2 separate regions of the Arachis hypogaea genome follow, and region 1 is linked to region 2. A link is a contact called in public Hi-C data. All regions are on one chromosome and are shown on one strand. The core of a region is the stretch at or near the end of the contact, and the rest is flanking DNA. Distances in the headings are between cores, read along the strand shown.

Region 1 (2,753 bases), core at 147-2,646, 200 kb before region 2:
CATAAATAATGGAATCCGTTACCTAACCAAGCATTAGGCCATAGCTAAGAAGTCCAACAACAGTAGGATAGTGGAGGGGAAAAAGCAAATATATATATATATATATATATATATATATATATATATATAGTGTATAGCTCAAGGTTGGTATATATAACATTATTTGTAACTGCTCTTCAATTCATTATTCATTAATATAATGAAGATTAGGCTATTTTCCAAGCGTACTGGACCGAACCATGGAACTATATAAGTTTGAAGATTGGAGAGATCGAAATAATTAGTGAACAGTAAAAATATAGTATATATTGTATCTTAATCGTCAAAGCATGCACACACGCAAGCATTATTGCAATTAAATAAGAATAGCAGCAAATCACGGAGCTAATAATTTGATATGTCAGTGATGTTTAATATTACTTTGCACTTAGAAATATTATCGTGTATATATATACACACACACATGAACAGTTTAATTATCTGAGTTCACAGAAATAAGAATTAGATAATGTCTCACATCCATACATGCTGATGACATGCATCTCTTATTTGATTATTTGGGTTTATGATTTTGTATTAGTTTGATTTTTATATCTTTCTTTTAAATAAGACTTCATAAGAATTCTTAGTTAACCTTAGCTAAAAGAAGAAAAAATATGCCACTTATGGGACATCCAAAAAGCCCAATTAACTAAACTTCTAAATCTATGATGAATTTAATTTTCATATCTTATCAGTCTAAAAATAAAAAATTTTACACAAATTATTAATCGTATATTATCATATCAGTTAAAATAATTATTTTTTAACTCACTACTTAAAAAATTTATTTGAACGTATAAATCTAATTAAATAAATATATAAAACTCTTTACCATGTCAGTACATTAAAGATAAATTCCTAAAATTATTTCAAGTTATAAATCATTTTCGACAAATAACTAAAACATTCATATTAAATTAAAACATGATCAATTTCAAAAGAAATTTAAGACTAAACTAAGTTTGAAAATTATTAAATGCTTATTGCATATATAATATGCTATAAATTATTATAAATAGGTGTATAAATGAAAGTTGAAAAAAATTAAAATATATTTATATATACTAATTAAATTACTTCTATTGTATTTGTTGGATAATAGTAGTAGTAGTAGGTGACCAACACTTTTTTTTAAATTTTTAACTTATATTTGAACTAATATTAATCAATTCTTTTTTTATACTAAAAGTATTAGCTTTTTAACATTGCTTATTTGTGTTTCCTTTTTCTAGAATGAAGTACTAGTGGACTATGTTTGACTGATTAAGAATCTCTATATTACAAAGTCAAAAATGGAGCGCGCAATAGCAGTATACCATCACTATAAATAAAGCTTTAGGAGCATAGGGTTTTACTTAACACAATAGAGCAAAGTGAGAGTAATAATCACTTTATTCTTCTTCTAAGTGGTGAAGCTAAAATATCTTAGTCTTTAGGGAAAATGGCACGTTTTTGCATGTCAATTATTTTAGTTTGCATTATGTTTAGCATTGCATCTTCTGAATTAAGCTCAAATTATTATTACAAAACATGTCCACAAGCACTCTCCATAATAAGAAGTGCAGTGATGAGTGCAGTTGCCAAAGAGCACCGCATGGGTGCATCCTTGCTCCGTCTTCATTTCCATGATTGCTTTGTCAATGCACGTCTCATCTTTCACTTTCATTCTCATCATGCTCATGCATCTATATATTATTTTATTTTAAGAGAAACCAATATCACAAGCAATTTTCTTTTACCGTGGGTATACAATAATATTTGGCAGAAAAGTATATAATTGTAAATAATTGTGTAGTTTTAGATATAATAAATATATAATTATCATTATTATACGTATAAAATTATAGATAAATTAAATAAGTTAATTTTGATTTAGTTATTGTCTTTTTAGCATTATCATGTGTCACACTAGGTTGTTAGTCTAATTTTTGTAATATACTTTGGTAGTAACTAATAAAAATTGTTTCCAAATTTTACTATTCAAGATAGAACGAAAAATAAAGGTTTAATTTCCAGGCAATATATATTTTCAAATATTGCTCTAAAATATTGTTGACTAAAGTCAAAGTTGTAGTAGTGCTTTGTTACTATTATCATCGTCAGTTTGATGCATGCATCAGTTATATAATTAAACTTTGTGGTGCCATATATACTGTTGGTGATTTAATGAAGGGTTAATTATATTGTTGGTCCTATAATTTTATTAAATTTTAATTAGGTATTTATATATTTTTTTAATTAAATTTTTATATTGTTTTTAATTTTGTAATTAAATTTTTTTTAGTGTAAAATTATTAAAATTAACTAAATATCTTTTTATAAATTGAAAGTATTTATAATTAAAAATTTAATTAAATTTTTAATTGTATGTATTTTGAAAAAAAATATTCTATTAATTTTAATATTTTTAATATGAAAAGAATCTAATTACAAAATAAAAAATAATATAAAAATTCAATTAAAAAATAATATAGGGATTTAATTGAAACAAAGAGAGTAATTAAATATTTAATAAATAATTATCTTATAATTGTTTGTCTTATATATTAAGATGCTTGATAATCTCATCACTAGAAAAATGAGCTAAATTACATTTTCATATTAAACTTGCATTGTAGGGATGTGATGGATCGGTTCTATTAGATGACACATCAAGTTTTACTGGAGAGAAGACAGCTGGTCCGAATGTGAATTCTCTCCGAGGTTTTGAT
Region 2 (2,851 bases), core at 20-2,519:
CCTTCCAAAATCAAAACTGAAGATCACACCTTAAAATAAAATCTCTTCTCTATCTGTGAATTAAGGGATTTAATGAGGACTTACAAAGTAAATTTTACTGGATAGCGGATGCCAATTCTCGAAAAGCTCCCTCATCTCATCAACAGACTGACCAAGTTCCTCAAATAACTTTCTAAGCTCTTCATCAGCAGATATATCAGAATGAACACTTGTATCGATAATTGGCTTCAACAACTTAAGTGTCTGCTCTGCACTTTGGCAATACATTGATACAGGTTTTGAGTTCATGTTTCCAGAAAATGATGGATGCAAAAATGAGGATATGCCATTGGAGAGCACATTTAACAAAGATATGTCCATAATACCTGTATTAAGAAACAAAAAATAAAACACTCAGCATCAGTTTTGAAATATGTGTAACAAAGAAATTAACATTTTGTGGAGGGAAATCGATCATTTTGTTTCTACTCCAAGAAAATACATAAAACCATCTGAACAACATATTTTTCTTCAACGTTTGCTATTGCTACTTTCTCCTCCTTGATTATCCAGACTTGAAACCAGCCACGTAATCATTGGCAACCAAGCATAACATAATTAAGCTGAACTCAACTCAACACAACTCAACAAAGAGTAAAAACAGATTCAACTATGTTTATCATATCAAACTAGACCTTAACAGCTAATTGAAAAAGGAAAATTGTCAAGCTTTCATTTTTCATAATCAAGAAACAGAAAACACTACAATACACCAAGCAAGATCATCAAAGTGACACACAACCAATACATTCAACTGAATAAAGTAGCAAAATTAGAAAAACTTCAAACAACTTTCAAATGATTTAAACAACATTGGTAAGTATAACAGAAATAACATGCGGATTACCGGAAATATTGGATGAAGCAAAGAAAGAAGCGTTGAAAACACCGTAGAACACCGGCTTTTGTTTCAGCTGGAAATGAAAGGGACGCGGTAGGGAACAAGGAGAAGAAGATGATGAGAATCAGTGAATTATGTTGGGACCTTTCAATCCTTTGACGTTGACTTCAAAAATGGCTTCTACATTTCTATGTAAGCGAAATATCAATATGAAAATTGTTCATATATAGCGTTGAACTTTTCTAAAACTTTGATTTTCTTTTATTTTCTGACATTTGTGTCTATGACTATTGAGTATTGGGTTTGACTTTCATTGTAGTAAGCTTTGAACAAGCAGCGCATAGATATTACTACTCCGCGTTACTTGTGTACGAAATTTTGTCGCAACTGATTCGAACCCAATTTTTTTTTTCTTAGAAGAAATTGCAACTCCGCTTAAAGACAAAACTAACTCAAAAAATTGTATCTGAATTATTTTATTAATTAAAAATATGATAAAAATATAATTTTATAAATTGAGATGTTTTACGTAATTACGTTAATAAAAATTTAGGCGTTTTTAAATTTTGATATTGGGTTTAGAGTAGTATTTTTTAATAATATGTGAAATTTGATATTTTTTTTATATGAAGATCACAAATCTGACTCTTTGATTTGAAAAGTTTAACTTTTTAAAACACAAAATTGCTTTTTCAATTTGTAATTTTAATATTTTAAAATTTTTAAAATACAAAATCAACCTTTCAATTTGTGAACTTATACAAATCTAACCATTTAATTTGTAAATTTTCGAATTTAAATTTTCCTTCCCTCAAATCCGATCATCAATTTTTCTCCCCCTTTTGGAATTTAAAAGAAAAAAATCGGTTCTATATTGATTAAACACATATAAGCTCTTTATAACCACAAACAACACATCTTAAAATCTACCTCAAAAAAAAAAGTCAAATTTAGGAGATAATTTTATTATATTTTTAAATAATTTGAAAATATTTTAATTAATAATAAAAATTGAAAGTGTTTTTATTAGTACCAAGATAATTTGAGTGAATTTTGAATCGTTTATCTTAAAAACAATTATGTTTTTACACAGAGATTAAGTTTCAGATGTGACTGCCTTTAGGATTGTTGCATGAATGAAGGTGCTTTCACATAGAAACAACCACCGTTGTTCTACTTTTTTACTTGGTCAAATGTCCTCTGTTCTCTTTTTCTAAATTTGACCAGTTCCTGTTGACCATTTATGCAACTCATCTTTAGCCTTGTAAATGCTGAGTTTGGGCCCTTTTTTTTTATTTTAAAAAATAATGATGAGTTTAATCTTAAAACGATCTCTAAATTTACAATTGAGTCTTAAACTTATTTTTGAACTTAAAATTACTCTAAATTTATCCTTGAACTTAACAATTGTCGTTTTTGAGATATTTTTTTACAATAGATTGATGATATAGTTGGACGGAGACCACATTAAACTTGTAAACGTCGTCGTTTTGTTTCTGGCAACAAATACAACTGAAACGACGTAGTTTTCACTCTACCCGTTGCCACCTCATCACTCCCAAAATCGACCCCTCTCTCTTCAATAAGAGCACCGGATCTCACTACCAGACATACTACCGTCCCCGTCACTGTTAAGCTAGCTTCTCTCCCTTTTGATGACTTTGAAAATGTCGAGAACCGTGTGATCATCAATTATCTGAAACAATTTATTAAAAAAGATCCAAAATTTGACAGTTTGTTCTGCTTTCTTCCGCTTCCATGCTAGTCGCCTACCACGGAGGTGGTGCTATCGAGAGGAGAGGAGAGCTCATTATGGTAAAATTCAAGGAGAAGAAGAGGAAGAGAGGGCAAAAACTGAAGAATTTTTCCAAGTTCACTTTCATCTTCAACTTTAGAAAGAAAATGATGACGTTTATAAGTCCGGCATGGTCTTTGTCCAATCATGTCAATACGTCATCAATCTGTCGTCGA

Evidence for each region. Hi-C and Micro-C count contacts between places; a contact is called where the count stands out from the background.
Region 1: a Hi-C map of an unstated tissue shows a contact between it and region 2, with 3 times the contacts expected there. The contact joins the promoter of LOC112702704 here to the promoter of LOC112702697 in region 2. A contact is called at or near these places in 2 of 8 Hi-C or Micro-C datasets (leaf and an unstated tissue).

What each region holds. Positions count from the first base shown.
Region 1 is chr7:18,479,628-18,482,380 of arahy.Tifrunner.gnm2.J5K5, reverse strand. LOC112702704 (cationic peroxidase 1-like) reads left to right here and starts at 1,396. Exons shown (of 4, transcript XM_025753857.3): 1 at 1,396-1,684; 2 at 2,661-2,753. The coding sequence starts at 1,484.
Region 2 is chr7:18,281,403-18,284,253 of arahy.Tifrunner.gnm2.J5K5, reverse strand. It overlaps LOC112702697 (U-box domain-containing protein 4), which reads right to left and starts at 1,269. Exons shown (of 5, transcript XM_025753846.3): 1 at 887-1,269; 2 at 85-365. The coding sequence starts at 360.